Regions from separate parts of the Mus musculus genome. Here regions 1 and 2 are each linked to region 3. The links are chromatin contacts, called in public HiCAR-type maps. All regions are on one chromosome and are shown on one strand. Each heading gives the region's core, a stretch centred on a gene start, on an enhancer-like site or on the middle of the called end of the contact. The rest is flanking DNA. Distances are from core to core; before and after follow the strand shown.

Region 1 (3,245 bases), core at 508-3,007, 1.1 Mb before region 3:
TATTAGAGAGCATCCTGCGATACAGTAAAGGCTGCTTGAGAAAGCAGCACATTCACGGTTCAAATCCTCTTAGGAATATTTGTACCTCCTAAATCATTCAAGGGACATTCTGTTCCTTCCCTTTCCTTCATGTCTTCCCTGTTTTATGTAAAGTCAACTGCTTAGACAAAGGGAACTCTGCCAGCTTCCCACACCCATGACGTTCTGAGAAAGGAGCTGATGCCTATAGCTTTTAAGACCAAAATAGGTGAATGTACACTCAATGAATTTTAATTTCATGAAAAGCTAAAACCCCAGTTGTCTTTAGACATTATTCCAGATGGGCATTAGGATCTTTGCATGATAGAAACTTAGCATAATTTCCTCAGATTAATAGTGGATGGAATACTTTCTGATCTAGGGGACACTAGGAATGTCTAGAGCAAAACAGAGCTATGTAAGATTGGTGATGACCAGAAGCCAAGTAATTATGGTAAGATCATCATTATGTCGTCCAGGGTAGGAGAGAGGTGAGATTGGTATGAGGCAGGAAGCTGCTAGCTGGCATGAGCATATGTATCTATTTCTTTCCCCTTCTTTCATTTAGATACAAAAGCATGCATGAGAAATGGGGTTTCACTACAACTGAAAGAATAATTTTTTTAAAGTACTATTGAGAGTGGTAGATTTGTCTGTAGTGATAGTTCATTCACAGATAGTTAACTCTAAAAATAGAAAAGGATGTTGCCTTAAGTCTACATAATAAACTCAACCTTTGAATACTTTGCTCAGCTCATAGCATAAAGAGATAAGGATAGATAAGATTTCTACATGTTTATTATACTGGCCACAACTAGACTGCACATAATTTTGTCTTGTCTGTCTATGGTAATTATTTCTACATGTTCTTTTTCTGTCCACAGAAAAAAAGTAAGTAACAGAACCTATGACCACTTCAATTTTTTATTTATTTGCACTGGATACAAAATCATATGTAATTAGGTGGTATATCCAATTAAAGTATGTGCATAAGTGCATACTTATAAATGTGAGTGTTTGGGTTATTCATTAAATAGCTTGATAAATGCATACTATAAACATGGGTAGATTAAAGTTTTTAAAACCTAGTAAAATGGTATTTTAGAAATCCCCAAGTTTCCAAGTATTTTGGTTTGGGGACTTTTGTTTGTTTTTTTGTTGTTGTTTTAACACACATTTTCCAGTGGACTAACCCTCCACAACAGGTAACAGGCACACTGGTCTTTCTTTAAGGCTATCAAGTTGTCTTTTCATCCTGCCTTTGTTCCAGGACTATTTATTTTAAGGGACTATGGGTTATTGGTGTCTCCAAGTGTTCCTTCTGGATGATTCTAATCATAGGCAAAGTCCAACAGCCAGGAAGAGATCATGCAAATACCTCCACTTAGTTTCTGTGGGCCAGCTCTCTAGGAGAGGGAAATGACCGAGGGGGGGGGGCAGAAGGAGGGGGGAGGGGGCGAGGGGTGCTGTGAGGGGGCATTGTCAGAAGTGGAGGCATGCCAAGGGACTGGGAAAAGTGTGAAGGGACAGGGCAGAGAGCACTGGGCTGTCTAATTAGAGGTAGGGTCCTGTGCTAACAGGAAAGAGTGGCTAAGACCTAAGAGGCTAAGAGAGGGAGGGGTGGGATGTTACTGCCTCTAGGTCTCAGGGCCTTAAGAGAAAATGGAAGGGCGTGGCTGGGGGCGGGGGGCGGGGTGGAGTGGAATAGATTTAGCTGAGAGCCCTGCAAAGGTAAAATCCCTGAGCCTCAGCTCAAACGCTAATTCCCCTGGAAAGTCTGCTCAAGTGCTCAAGCGCTCAAGTGCCAGCCATGCTCGAAGCCGCGGACTCCCTGGCAGCTGCCTTCTGGGCAGCTCTCCATCTCCGGACTCTGCTGCTAGCTGCTGTCACCTTCCTTTTTCTGGCTGACTACCTCAAAAGCCGGCGCCCCAAGAACTACCCGCCAAGGCCGCCGCGCTTGCCCTTTGTGGGCAACTCGTTCCAGATGGACTTGACGCAGTCGCATCTGGCAGTTCAGAAGGTAGGAAAGGGAGAGAGTGCCTGGATTTGCCCTGATCTAATCTTGAGCAGCTGAAACTTCCAAAAACAGAGGTGGTAGTGGGCAGGGTCCTGTGCCTCCTGTTTGCAATCACTAACCCCAGGCCAAAGAGTTAGCTTCTAAACATTCCCTTTCAAGAAATAGACTGAGGGAACAGCCACCCAATAACTGGACCAACAACATAAGACCCACTCCAAGGGCAAGCACCAATCCCTGACATTATGATACAATGTTATGCTTACAGACAGGAGCCTAGCATAACTGTCCTCTGAGAGGCCTTGCCCAGCAGCCGACTGAAAGGAAGCACACACCAAACATTAGGTGGAGTTCGGGGGTCTCTTGGAAGAGTTAGGGGAAGGATTGAGGGCATGGGAACTCCACATAAAACCAACAAATTCAACAAACATGATCCCTTGAGAGCTCACGGAGACTGAACCACCAACCTAAAAGCATACAAGGACTGTACTTAGCCTAGCCTCCCTTACAAACACAAACACACACACACACACACACACACACACACACACACACACACACACCACACACACACACACACACACACACACACACACACACACACACAGCAGCAGCAGCAGCAGCAGCAGCAGCAGATGTGCAGCTCAGTCTTCATTTCGGTCCCTCAACAATTGGAACAGGGTCTGTCCCTAAAGCTGTTGCCTGTCTGTGGATCCCATTCCTCTCACTGGGCTGCCTTGTGGCTCCCTCCTCAGCTGGAGAGAAGTCTGGCCCTCCAGAGACTTTGTCTCAGGATCCTGGGATACTCAGTGGGGGGCTCCACCTTCTCAGAAGAGAAGGGTTGAGGGGCGTGGGAAAGAAACTGAGTAAGTGATGCACTGGGAGGCGGAGGAGGCAGTGTTTGGGGTGGAAAATGAATAAATTAATTAATGGGGGAAAAAAGAAATAAGCAGTTCAATTTACAAATAATTAGAAAATTTCTTATTCTTCTATGTTGTGTTTGCATCGTGGTCAGAGAAAACACTGTATAATATGCCAAGCTCTGTTTGATGACATAATAATAAATCATGATAAAGACAGATATGCCCTGCCACTTTAAGAAGTGTACGTAAAGCCAATAACTCAGCTTAGTTGATTAGAGTGCCACTTCAGTTTAAAAAGGAAAAAAAAAAAGTATGTGCAGATGGTCTACTCCTCTTGACTGGGTTTTTTT
Region 2 (2,860 bases), core at 311-2,810, 1.6 Mb before region 3:
ACATGGATTTCAGCTATTAGCTTTGTATTTTTTATGGGACTCTTGAGTGAAAGAATGAGTGGGTCTCTGGCTCTTGTGTCTGCTTTGGGGACTCTTTTCCTACTGTTGGGTTGCAGTGTTCAACTTTGATACCGTAGGTTTTGTCTTGTTTTGTTATCTCTTAGAAACCTGTTCTTTCCTGAGAGACAAAGAGTAGATTCACAGGGAAGGGCCTGTTGGGAGAAACTGAGAAGAAGAGAGGAAGGAGAAATTATCATCTGGGCATAGTGTATGAGAAAATAATCTGTTTTCAACAAAAGAAAAAAATCAAAAGAGGATTGAAAGAATACAAACAAGCTAAGCTTTGTTAAGTTTCTCTTCTTATTCCTCTGTCTCCCTCTTAAGATCTTGGAGAGTTAGAAACTTCAATTTATCTTTTTTAATCAATAAAAAGTTTGTAAGCAGACTGTATATCTATATGTTTAGTGCCTATGCATGTCTAGCCTGATATGTGGCTTAAGGGTCTCCTATATGTGGCACAGGGTGGAAAGTTCCATGCTGGAGACCAAATGTGCTTGGAGATTCTCATGGAAGAGCCGAGAGAGAACAAGCTGGAGATCTTTATGGAAAATGAAACAAACCAGATGCAGAAAGGCGAAGACAGCTTGTTTTCTGCGGTACTAGCCTAGATTAAACTGTGTTTGAGTAAATGGGGTCAGGGTCTGGGACTAGAAATGGAACCATGGAAGGAAAGGAGCAAATCTTTAGGAAGGTACACTGCCAAAATGCAGAAGGGGATAATCTGGGGAAGAGCAGGACCTACAACAGTAGTGTAGGGAATGAGTGGAAAGTGCCAAATATATGCATAAATATTTGTGAAAAAACATGGACATGAAAGTGCCCGTTAATCAAATTCACTAAATTATATACTAACCCTAAAAGTTAATAGGGAGGGAGGGAGAGTGCAAAGTGATGATGGAAAGGCTTCTTAGCATGGTCAAGGGCTGCGGTGTTCAGTTCTCTAACACTACAAAAGGGGGTAGGGGAGAATCAAGACCAGGGTGTTCTTTCTGTGAAGAATCTGTGGATTCACTTAATTCACTGTGAATAGCACTCAAAGCTGGTGAGCTCTTATAAAGAGGCCAGAGCGCTCCCTGGCGTGCAGCCCAGAAACATGGGCTGATACTGTTCCTGTTTCAGAAAATTGCAATCAGTGGTGAAAGGTTGTTTATAAAACGGGAGATCAGATGCACATGATACTCTCTGGGTTGCATGCAAATCACAAGCCTAGAACCAGAGAAATACTTTGTTTATGAGCAAGGTTCTTAGCTAGTCCATACATGCTCAAGTGGCTTCCCCACCCCCAAAGGAATAGTCTCCAAAGGCTAAGACTTGGAACTTGGAGAGGGGCGTGACGGAGAGTCTTGAGGCGGGGCCAAGGGGATGTTTGGGTCCTTAGGAAGACTGGGTAAAAGTGAAAGAGCTCTGGAGACAAAGCTCTGTTAAGACTTAGGGAAGCAGATAAACAAGGCGGGCCAAAGTTGCTGAAGTGAATAGAGCAGGGAGGAGGAGTCTGCAGGCGACAGATTGGAGGGGCCCTGTAGCGATTTGGGGGTTTAAACCACAGGCCTGGTTCATTCTGGGAACTACAGGCAGTGTCCTTGGGGAACTGCCTCAGTTCAGATTCTCATTCCTCCAAGAGCCTGCTCTGATATCAGCCATGCTTGCGGCAGCCGGCTCCCTAGTGGCTGCCATTTGGGCTGCGCTCCATCTCCGGATTTTGCTGCTGTCTGCTGTCACCTTTCTGTTCCTGGCTGATTTCCTCAAAAACCGTCGCCCCAAGAACTACCCGCCAGGGCCAATGCGCCTTCCTTTCGTGGGTTGCTTGTTCCATTTGGACCCCAAGCAGCCCCACCTATCCCTTCAGCAGGTAGGAAGAGGCAACACTGCCTGGCTGCATCCTGAAACTGTATATTGCCATCAGGAACTCGAGGATGTAGCCGAAGGCTGTTGCTGACAGCCCACTAACCCAGAGATAAGGTCTTACAGGTTACAAACAGTTGTAGATTTTCTTGATATCTGTCGATGAAAGATTCCCAGAGTGATTTTATGGCCAGAAAACTTACTGTCTCTGATTTTAAAGTCTTTTAAGTATGTCAAGGTAGATTTGATGACGTAATAATTTATCCTCATAAACACGTTATGTTGGAGTAAGAAATAGGATGTCCCAGATGTTGGTTACACTACCTATCCAGTTTTGTTTTGTTTTGTTTTGAAAGTGTGTTCTCCTCTTGACCTGTGTACATATCAGTTCTCTGATTTGTCTTATTGAGCCTAGTTTGGTCCTTTTGCATCTTTGATGACTGCTCACCTACTGACTTTATCTAATCCAGAGAAAGATGCACTGAAGTTTCCAGCTCCACTAAAAGTCTGCCTGTTTTCCCACTGAGTTGTTGTAGCTCTCCCGCTTGTCCTGGAAAAATGGTTATGAGTACATAGTACCTGTATAGGACTGGAAGGTCTTTCTGCTCTATGACCCTCTTCCCACGTGATATTTCTTATCTACAGTAATTTTCTCTGTTTAGATAGTGAATACTCTGCCATGTGTGACCATCCCTGTCACTTTCCAGTATTTGTGAAGATTGGCTATGTCTGATTATTTATTGCTAATTTGAGGATTTAAACCCATATTTTTCCTTCTGTTCTCCCACCCATTTTTTTTTTAAATTCTGAGTTCTCTGTGTGTTTTTTAGACACTTTCCAAATACTTGCCTCTCTATTCCTCTTTGCTCTTTTCTTATATCTCCTGGATATCCTTGTATCATCCTCCCAGCAGCTGCTCAGTGTTTGTTATTCATTGCTCACATTCGACTGACTTTGT
Region 3 (3,316 bases), core at 127-2,626:
TATTGTATTCAAGCTGCTACTGATCGACCAAGGCCGGAGAACATAGAACAGAGTCCGGAGAGTGACTTTTTAGGGGAATTACATAGCATATTTAAAGGATGAAACCATAAAGTAAGGGAGGGCAAGCAGGGTAGGCTGTAGCTTCGGCCAATCATATTTTGACCATAAAGGGTTGAGCATGCGAATTTCCACCAATCAGAATAGGAGCTGGTTCCTGGGCCTGGGAACAAGAACTTAGTTTGACCCTACAGCAAGCTGGAGAGTGTCCTTGAGATGGCTGGACTCAAACTGCTGTCTCCTTACAACTTTCCCTGAGATGACTGGACGCAGACAATTGTCTCCTTCTAAGTTGTCTCTGAGATGGCTGGGCTCAAATAGCTGTCTCCTTACAACAGAAGCTCCCCCAGGGCCTGGGACCTTGAATTTAGTTTACCCCTATGATTAAATGAAGCCTGAAAACGACATGGTAGTACTTAAAAAAAAAAAAAAGAACAAGTTTATTTTGCGGGGCGTGGTGGCGCATGCCTTTAATCCCAGCACTTGGGAGGCAGAGGCAGGTGGATTTCTGAGTTCAAGGCCAGCCTGGTCAACAGAGTGAGTTCCAGAACAGCCAGGGCTATACAGAGAAACCCTATTTCAAAAAATCAAAACAAAACAACAACAAATCAGGTTTATTTTGCTGGTTCCCAATACACTTACCTGTCCAACACAGCTTCTACTACGTGAGACACTGTGCTGAACGCAGGCAGTGTAAGGACTACCAGACAGGTTTTATCCTTAAAGAAGTCACAGTCTGATCGAGAAGACAATGAGTCATGGATTCTAACTGTATGAGAGACAGATTTGAGGGCAGAAAAATGCAGAAGCAAGACTCTGATTTCTTGGAAAACCGTTAAGTTCTTTGCTTCACAGATTCCCAGCAATGATTTGTATGTATATGGCAAACACTCAGGGCAGAGTTTAAAAGATCAATCTACCAAGCTCTCTGTTTGAACAATCACGTCAGTTTTCTGAGTCTATTTACTTATCCATAAAATAAAATCCGTGAAACCTGCATCCATTCCACTGGGTCATTCTAATAATTCACGGTGGCGGGCGGGGCGGGTAGGCGCGCGCGCGCGTGTGTGTGTGTGCGAAAATGAACCAGAGACAATGGATGCCACAAAGCAGGGTCTCTCGCCTGAATGGAAAAAGATCTGCTGTGAGTTAGCCCACGTAAGACGTGAGAGAAGTGAGATAACCCATGCGGTCCTTGGGGAAGCAGCTTTCACGCAGTCTCCTGGTCTTACTCGCCGGAGTTCCCCGGAAGTGCGCCACGCCAAGGCCCCGCCTCCGGCCCTGGGCCCGCCCCCGGTCCCGCCCCGCCGCATCTCGCGGGATCTCGCGAGTACGCCTGCGTCAGGTGCAGTCATGGAGGCGGAGGAGGCGGATGTGGATGTGGAAGGAGATGTTGCGGCGGCTGCACAGCCGGGGTGAGGCGCGGAGCGGGGTCCTGCGGGCCGGGCTGTGCTAGGCAAGGGTCGGAGGATGCGGTTGGCCGAGGGTCCGTGTGGACGGCGTCGGGACCCGGGGTGCTCCCAGCCGGAAGTCGGCCGGGTCCGGGAGTGGACCCGGTGCCCCAGGTTGCACTGTTTATCTCCACTTTCTGGGCTGCGATGGACAGTGTTTAATTCGGATTCCTACCTGCATTCGCGCTGTCTCAGGCGCCTCACAGCATCTTGAACACTGGCGTCTAATTTAGTCCTGCGCCCGCTAGCGACCTGGTCCAGTCGTTTGATTCCTCCTTCTCAGAGCAAGTTGTTGAAAACTTGGGGGAAAGGCAGCTTACCCTAAAGGATCCAGATTTTAGAGTTGGACAAGTCATGTTTGCCTTTTGCTTTTGCTCTTCCTGTTTACTGTCACTCTGACCGTGATCAAGGCATTTGAGGCATTTCCAAGCAAGGCTCCGCTTGCTTGGAAACCAAGAATCACTTGTCGATCTTACTGTTGTAAGCATCGAATGAAATAATTCTGAGAGATGTTTTAGCATATGGAGAATGCTCGGCAGATGTTTTCTTTGCTGTGTTAGGATAATGTAGTGAAGACCCAGTTAGGGGTGTCATGCCAGTGCCTGCAAGGACGGGCAGTGTGATTTTAAACTGAACCTGATTTGACACGTGCCTTTAGGAGGACGCGGTATCCCTCCTTTTAAGTAATGGGGGCCAGATAGGACCTCCTGTAGAAGCCAGGTACATTACTTGTAACTTGTCAGCGACTTCGTTAGAATTCTGCTGAAGTACATACTATTACTAGTACTGCTCCATTTTCAGCCCATATAGTTCATTTGACAGGAGGGCTGCTCCACTGTAGACTGCCAGTCCTCCTCTATAAGGCACCAGAATAAGAAGCATTTTAAAATAGCCAGTGAGTTCTTAAAATGTGATGAAAATGAGGGGTAGTTAACTTCACATAAATATTTTCTCAAAAGTTCAAAAGTTACGTGGATAGCCTGAGATAGCAATAACTCTACACCAGTGTGATATATCAGACTTGAGCAAGTGCTTGTGATGTTTGAGAATCGGTGACCTCAGTGGGCGAGGGCAGTTTGGAGTTCATAAAGGAATTCACCTGGTGTTCAGTGACCGTCACCTGAAAGCATTGGCTCTGTGCCTCTCTCAAGGGTTCGTTTTAACTTTCCTGGTTGTGTTTAGTTTTTCATCCCTTTTTCTTGTACCATTTTCTTGACACTTGAGACTACTGGTGGCATGTTGTAATGTTAACCTCGTATGTTAGGTCTCAAAGGAGAGACAAATGATTACCTGAGGTGCTGTATTACAGTGGAACTGGCCTCCAGGTTCTTAAAGCATCCTTCAGTCTTGCCTGTTGCAGGGTATGGCTGGCATACCCTGCCTCCTACCCTATTTTCTTTAGCCCTGAAGTTAGTCTGCCCTTCCCCCAGCTGCCCTTCTCTATATAATTCAGCCATTTTGGCTATCTGGCCCTTTTGGTCTGTCCTTTACTCTATTGGCCTGTCTCTTGGCCCAGGCAGCCTCTCTCTGTTGCAGCTTCTCTCTGCATTCTCTTTACATGGCCCAGTTCAGGGTCATATTCTCTCTGGATGTTCCCCACCATTGCATATGCTCTCCCTTTTATCTACAATGAACTTTCTTCTCCGCCATACTTAGGAGCAGTCATGTCCTGTCTTTTCTTTCCTTCCCTTCCCTTCCCTTTCCCCTTTTCCCCTCTTCCCCTTTTTCTTTTCCCTTCCCTTCTCCTCCACTCCCCTTCCTCTTCCTCTCCTCCTTCCCTCCATCCCTCTCTCTCCTTTCTTCCTTTC

What was found. HiCAR-type assays count read pairs that join an accessible place to other places.
Region 1: a contact with region 3 is called in a HiCAR-type map of astrocytes, with 5 times the contacts expected there. The contact joins the promoter of Cyp2j13 here to the promoter of Mysm1 in region 3. A contact is called at or near these places in 1 of 39 promoter capture datasets (hippocampal neurons), 2 of 115 datasets of contacts at active chromatin or transcription factors (astrocytes and bone marrow-derived dendritic cells) and 1 of 9 other capture datasets (pancreatic islet).
Region 2: a contact with region 3 is called in a HiCAR-type map of astrocytes, with 2.9 times the contacts expected there. The contact joins the promoter of Cyp2j9 here to the promoter of Mysm1 in region 3. A contact is called at or near these places in 3 of 39 promoter capture datasets (3T3-L1-derived adipocytes, cranial neural crest and hippocampal neurons) and 1 of 115 datasets of contacts at active chromatin or transcription factors (astrocytes).

Annotation. Positions count from the first base shown.
Region 1 is chr4:96,076,052-96,079,296 of GRCm38.p6, reverse strand. Cyp2j13 (cytochrome P450, family 2, subfamily j, polypeptide 13) reads left to right here and starts at 1,757. Exons shown (of 9, transcript NM_145548.4): 1 at 1,757-2,038. The coding sequence starts at 1,829.
Region 2 is chr4:96,590,185-96,593,044 of GRCm38.p6, reverse strand. It overlaps Cyp2j9 (cytochrome P450, family 2, subfamily j, polypeptide 9), which reads left to right and starts at 1,560. Exons shown (of 9, transcript NM_028979.2): 1 at 1,560-1,909. The coding sequence starts at 1,700.
Region 3 is chr4:94,977,160-94,980,475 of GRCm38.p6, reverse strand. Mysm1 (myb-like, SWIRM and MPN domains 1) reads left to right here and starts at 1,376. Exons shown (of 20, transcript NM_177239.3): 1 at 1,376-1,472. The coding sequence starts at 1,411. Gm12694 (a long non-coding RNA gene) reads right to left here and starts at 1,355. Exons shown (of 3, transcript XR_867913.3): 1 at 700-1,355.